2 separate regions of the Anser cygnoides genome follow, and region 1 is linked to region 2. Evidence: chromatin contacts called from public Hi-C data. All regions are on one chromosome and are shown on one strand. The core of a region is the stretch at or near the end of the contact, and the rest is flanking DNA. Distances in the headings are between cores, read along the strand shown. Region 1 holds the start of IGFALS (insulin like growth factor binding protein acid labile subunit). Region 2 holds the start of LOC125182346 (nucleoside diphosphate kinase, mitochondrial).

Region 1 (2,700 bases), core at 49-2,548, 240 kb after region 2:
AATTTGGCTCTTAAGAAAAGCGTTGCTGATGCAACATTCATAAAGACCATAGCTCTGAATAACTTGTTAGTAGCTAAGCTAAATTTATGGCCGAGGGAGAGGGCCCATCCTGATACAAGCACCATGCCAAGCATCGTTCACCAGCTCCTCACCACTGGCATCTGGTCCTGGCTGCTGTCGAAGATCCTCTAGCACCTCAAAGTGGATTTCATAAACGGCCACGGATGTGTGACCCAGCGGCAGAGCTCTTTGGGGGCTTAGGGGAAGGAGAAGTTAACGAAACATGCAGCTAACATCTTATTTTTCTGCAAAAGAACATAATAGCCCTGAAGTAATTTTATTAAGGTAATGAAAGCGCTGATGAGAATTCACAGTCTCTTCACACCCACTGCTGAGCAGAAAGCCAAATTCACACACGCCCACAGCGCCAGAGCGCTCGGAAGCAGGCAGCGGGTGCTCGGGCACGCCGGGGAGAGGAGCGGAGCCGCGCTGCCCCGGCACAGGCAGGCTCCTGCCGCTCCCAGCCCCGCGTGGCCGGAGCCCACGCTGGCGCAGGGACACGCAGCAGGCTGGCTCCCGAGGGGGGGCCTGCTCCACCTGCCAGCCTTCGCTTTGCTCGTCAGGGCACTGTAAGGCTAATTAACACACACGGTGTTATTTATGGAACTATGCCGCCTGGCAGGCCCAGCTCGGAGCAAACCCACCTCAGTGCCAGGTGCTGCGCCCGCACCAGACACAGCAGTGATTATTTCTTCCCTGGTCTGGAAATACGAAGGACAAACGCTGTCCTGGCTCACGGCACCACCAGCAGAGTGGGCAGGAACGAGTGGCTCCACTCTGTCATTGCAACCCAAAGCCTCTACCCAGCGAAAACCAACCGACAAACAAACAATGACAACAAACCCACGAGACCCAGACGTGCTTTATTAACCCACACAGGGCAGAAGTGGTAACTCTGCGCTGAGTCTTCCCTTCGCTCCAGAGTCCGAGGCACGCGGATGAGGTGGTGGCTGGGTCACCAGCAAGCCTGCACCCGCACGTGGCTCTGAAACAGCTCAAGAGGGAACTGGGCCAGGACTCGGACACCACACCCCTGGTGCCCACAGTGCCCTCCCCACCCCCGCCGGCCCTGGCAGCACGGGGTGCGCCGGGAGGGCACCGGCACCGGGCACCGGGCTCGGGGCCTCCCGCCGGGCCGGGCCTGGCTAGGCCGCGCCGCCGCGCCCCGTCTCCATGGCAACGGGCGCGGGCACTTCCGGGTGGAGGCGGCGGCGTTGTTGCGCCCCCTGGCGGCCGGAGCGCCGCGGGGCGGCGGTGCCGGCGGGGGCTGCTGCCGGCCCCCGGGGACGTCCCGGTGCCACGGGCCGGGCCTCGCCGCCACGGGGCCCCGGGGCCGTCCCCTGCTCCCCGGGGTGGTGGGGACAGGGCGGTGACAATGCGTCCAGCGGGTGCCGGCCGGGGCCACGCTCACCCCTGGGGACCGGGAGGCAGGAGCGCGATGGGTGGCGCGAGGGTCGCGCTGCCCCTCCTGTGCCACCCGCGTGGCTGCCACCGCCAGGACCTTCCAGCTCCACCAGTGCCACCAGTATGGGCCTGCACGCCCCAGGCCGCAGCGTCCCACCGCGGGCTGGGACCCTCGAGCTGAACTGGCTCTGGCTGGCGGGGAAGGGGGGCTGGGTGGGCAACGGTTCCCGAGAGCTAAAATAGGTCCGAAACGGCTTTTTCTGATGATTTCGCTGCTCTCCCTAATACCCTTACAGCCTTCTCCATGGCAACCAGGGCGGACGGCGCAGACTTTGGTCCTGGCCGAGCACACCGAGGGCCGCGGTGCCGGCAGGAGGAGGCCGCGGCAGCGGGGAGCCGCGGCGAAGTCCCCTCCCGCGGTGGCACCGCTCCGGTCCCGGGGGCTCGAGCATCCCGGGACACGTTCGGAGATGACGGCTTGAGGGCAGCGTGGGAAAGGGTCTGCTTATTTCCCCATCGCTGTTTGTTTGCTGTTTTCCTAGCGAGAGGCTTTCTGTGCGCAGCGTTACCCGCCCTGCGGCTGCGGGTCGTTCGCTTTTAAAATTGACCCGTGGGTTTTGTGGGTTTTGGCCGGCCGGGCCGTGCTGGTTCAGCTTTTTGTGGCTCCCCCATTGATTACGCCTTGTGTCAATATGTGCTTAGCGCCTGGTGGTGGATGCGCTGGTCTCCATCGCCCGCTTCTCTCTTTGGATCTATAATTTCCCAGAATAGAAGATTAAAATAGAGGGGGAGGAGAGCGCTGCTTCGGGCCAAAAAGAAACTGGAAAAACATTTCTTATTTAGCCGGGCTGCAAAGTTCGATCACGTTGAGCAAAGAACCGCCGGCATCCCTCGCTCACCCTGACACTTGTTCCCATGGGCACACTCCCCGGTTTTCCACCGTTTAAAACCTCTGCCAAAATTAAAGAACGAAGACCTGAGAAGTCCCCTGCGAGTCAGGGGAGGACAGGCTGTGCTTTGTGGGGACGAAGAGGTGGCAGCAGGGACAGGCCCCCCGCCAGCCCGGCTGCGCAGCATCGCTGTCCCCGCATCGTCCCTGTCCTCGCCCCTGGGGACTGGCGCGAGGCGAGCTGAAGGAGCTGGAGGGCGAGCGGTGGCTTTTCCACGGGTTCGTCAGGCGGTTGATACCAGGGAGCCAACGGGGCTCCTCCAGCTTGGGCACCAGCGACCGTTTTT
Region 2 (2,871 bases), core at 356-2,855:
AGGTAGCTAGAGCGGAGCATTAAAATGGTTTTACTCCTCTGCTGTATTTTCTTTGCAGCTCCAAGGGCAGGTTCAGCAAGGGCTGCGTGGGGGGAATAGCTCCCGTCCTTGTGCAAGCCTGGGGCAGTTGTTCAGATTAGTGTGCGTTCTCCCCAAAATGTTCACAGACGTGGACAGGAAGTGAGATGGCTGCGTGTGGGCAGCCGGAAGGTCTCGGGGGGGGGAGATGAAGCATAGGGAGCACTCGCTCCACAGTTCCTTTAGTTTTGTTAAAAAACATTTTGCAATGCACACGTTCGCTGTTGGGAGATGATGTTTGGATAACCTGTGTACAGTTAGAGACGTGTGTCCAGGCTGCCTGCACTGGGACTGGTTTGTTTGTGGGCTTTGTACCCGGCAGTGAGCGGTTGGAAAGATGCAGGTGAACCAGAGTCCCACCCCCTTGGGGCTGTGTGCCCCCAGGCCCTGTACCTGGGGCCTGTGAACTGTCTGTGGAGGTCCTCAGGGGGGTGTGAAGAGCAGCCCGGTGAGGTTAACGTGGGGACTGCAGTCCTGCTACAGTACCAGAGAGGTCTCTTGCATCCTCTCACTGCTACTGAAAGCCCTCTTGTGGAGAAATGGGGGGGAGGGCACGGATGCGGATTCTGTCTGTCCTGCTGGAGCTGTCTGGGTTCAGGTGTTCCTGCAGTCCCTGTAGGTCCCTGCTGCAAGCTGGGGCTGGGGCGGGAAGGGGCAGCCGGGGCTTCGCTCCCAGCACGGTGCTCTGGGCTGGTGATTCTTTCTTGCAAAACCTTTGGTTGATCGTGGCTGTTTGCTGACAGAGGGTGAAAGTGCGTGTTTTTCCCTGGCTGGGCAACTGATCAAGGGCAGCAGCTGGAAGGGGGCCAAAGCCCAGGTTGGAACCTGCGAGCCGCTGCACTAAAAACTGATTCTCCTTTGCTGGTCACCTTCAGTGCTTAGTCTAACTTCCACCCAGGTCCATAGACAAAGGCAAAAATGCCCCCTGCCTTGCCTCTAGCAGTGCCCTGGGGTTGAAGTTCCTGGGCTCTTCCCCAGCGTGGGGGCAGTGGGCGGTGGATCCCCTGTCCCCCCGCTCCACTACAGCTGGCCCTGGCTCACCCAGGTGCTGAGGAGCTGCTGCTGTCCCCGTGTGTCCCAAAGGCAGCGGGCCGTGGGGTTGGCAGCCGGGTGCGATGCCTCATTGCCCCCCTTCCCCAGGGTGAGGAGCAGGAGGACACCAACGCACTGGGCTACGTGGGGTGGCAGGGGAGCACCTGGCCCTGGGTGTTGGGCACTCACTGAGTAAATATCCCAGTAAATGTCTGCGTGTATCTGCGTTAACCTTACCCAAAGCACCTCCTTCCTCTGTACCATCACCCTCTGTGCCAGGTAGGTGCCGGGGAGCAGGCTTCCCCCCCCCAAAACCCCTCTTTGCAGGGCTGGCAGCAGCTTCTGGTCAGCGAAGGTGCTGTTGGGCGAGCGCTGGCCATCGCCCTGTTTGCCTGGGGGGAGGCCCTGCCCCATCCCGTGGCAGCTTTGCTGAGCCCGGGCCGGGCCCCCCCCTGCGGCCTCTTTAAGGGGAGGGCCGGGAGGGCCGAGCCGGCCCCGGCCGGGCGTTTAAAGCCTCCACCCGGGCGGCCGAGGCCGACTCCGAGCCGCCCGCCCCGGCCATGGGCTCCCTGGGGCGCTGCCTGGCCCGGGGCCTGCTGCGGCGGCAGCCCGGCCTCGGCCGCCCCCTCGGGCCGCCCCGCCGCTACGGCTCCGGTGAGACCCGGCCCCGGCCTGCCCCAGGGCCCCCAGCCCCGGCCTTCCCTCCGTCCCTTCCCCACCCTGCCCCGGGGACCCTGTCCCCATCCCCGGCCCCGCTGCCCGTCCCCTCCCGGTGCCCCCGGGTCGGTGCTGGGGGCTCCTGACCCCGACCCCCGGACGCTGAGGCCGGGGCCGGCGGCGGCTCCCCCGGTGCCACCCCGGGGTTCGGTGTCCCCAGGGCCAGGTCGGGGCTGTCCTGCTCTGCCCTGGGGGGACAGGCACGGAGCGTCCCCCCCTAACCCCGGGGCTGGCGCTGGAACGCCCTTGCTTGGATTCGCATCCCCTTTCCTGGCTCCTGCCTCGCTGCGCCGGGATGCTCGGTGCCCCTGGGGACTTGTGCCCTCCTCGCTCTGCTCCTGCCTGCGCCTTCCCCTGCTGCGTGGCTCCGGCAGGGGCTGCGGGTGGCAGTGACAGCCGGGCCAGGCCCTGCCACCAGCCGAAACCAGGGCGAGCCCGTCCCACGCTGGGATCAAGCGCTGCCGGACGCGTCCCCTGCGCTCCTCACGGCATCGCTGCGCCTCCCTTGGGCCCGCGGCCGCATCCAGCCAGCGGGGGCCCAGGCACTGCTGGTGGGGGGGACATCGCAGAGCCCACGGTGACAGGGATGGGAAAGGGGATGGTGCTGGGGACGGAGACGCGGACGGGGCTGGGTTTGCAGGAGCAGCCGGGTGGCCGTGGTTCAGTGTCCCCGCGCCCCCCGTAGCCCCCCCGGAGCTGCGGGAGCAGACGCTGGTGCTGGTGAAGCCGGACGCGGTGCAGCGGCGGCTGGTGGGCGACGTCATCCGGCGCTTCGAGCGGCGCGGGTTCAAGCTGGTGGCCATGAAGCTGCTCCAGGTACCCGTCCCTACGCTGCAGCCCCCCGGGGGACCCCGCGCCACGGGGATGAACGCGGGCACCCACCGGGTGTCCCCGCCGTCACCCCGCGGTGCCATCAGGCGGACCGGGGCCTCCTGGACAAGCACTACCAGCAGCTGCGGCAGAAGCCCTTCTACCCCGCGCTCCTCTCCTACATGACCTCGGGGCCGCTGGTGGCCATGGTGAGGAGCCAGCCCTCCCCCCCCC

What was found. Hi-C and Micro-C count contacts between places; a contact is called where the count stands out from the background.
Region 1: a Hi-C map of liver shows a contact between it and region 2, with 2.8 times the contacts expected there. The contact joins the promoter of IGFALS here to the promoter of LOC125182346 in region 2. A contact is called at or near these places in 2 of 7 Hi-C or Micro-C datasets (both in liver).

What each region holds. Positions count from the first base shown.
Region 1 is chr15:12,634,697-12,637,396 of Taihu_goose_T2T_genome, forward strand. It overlaps IGFALS (insulin like growth factor binding protein acid labile subunit), which reads left to right and starts at 1,299. Exons shown (of 3, transcript XM_048059921.2): 1 at 1,299-2,632.
Region 2 is chr15:12,393,318-12,396,188 of Taihu_goose_T2T_genome, forward strand. LOC125182346 (nucleoside diphosphate kinase, mitochondrial) reads left to right here and starts at 1,606. Exons shown (of 5, transcript XM_048060142.2): 1 at 1,606-1,764; 2 at 2,513-2,643; 3 at 2,745-2,846. The coding sequence starts at 1,671.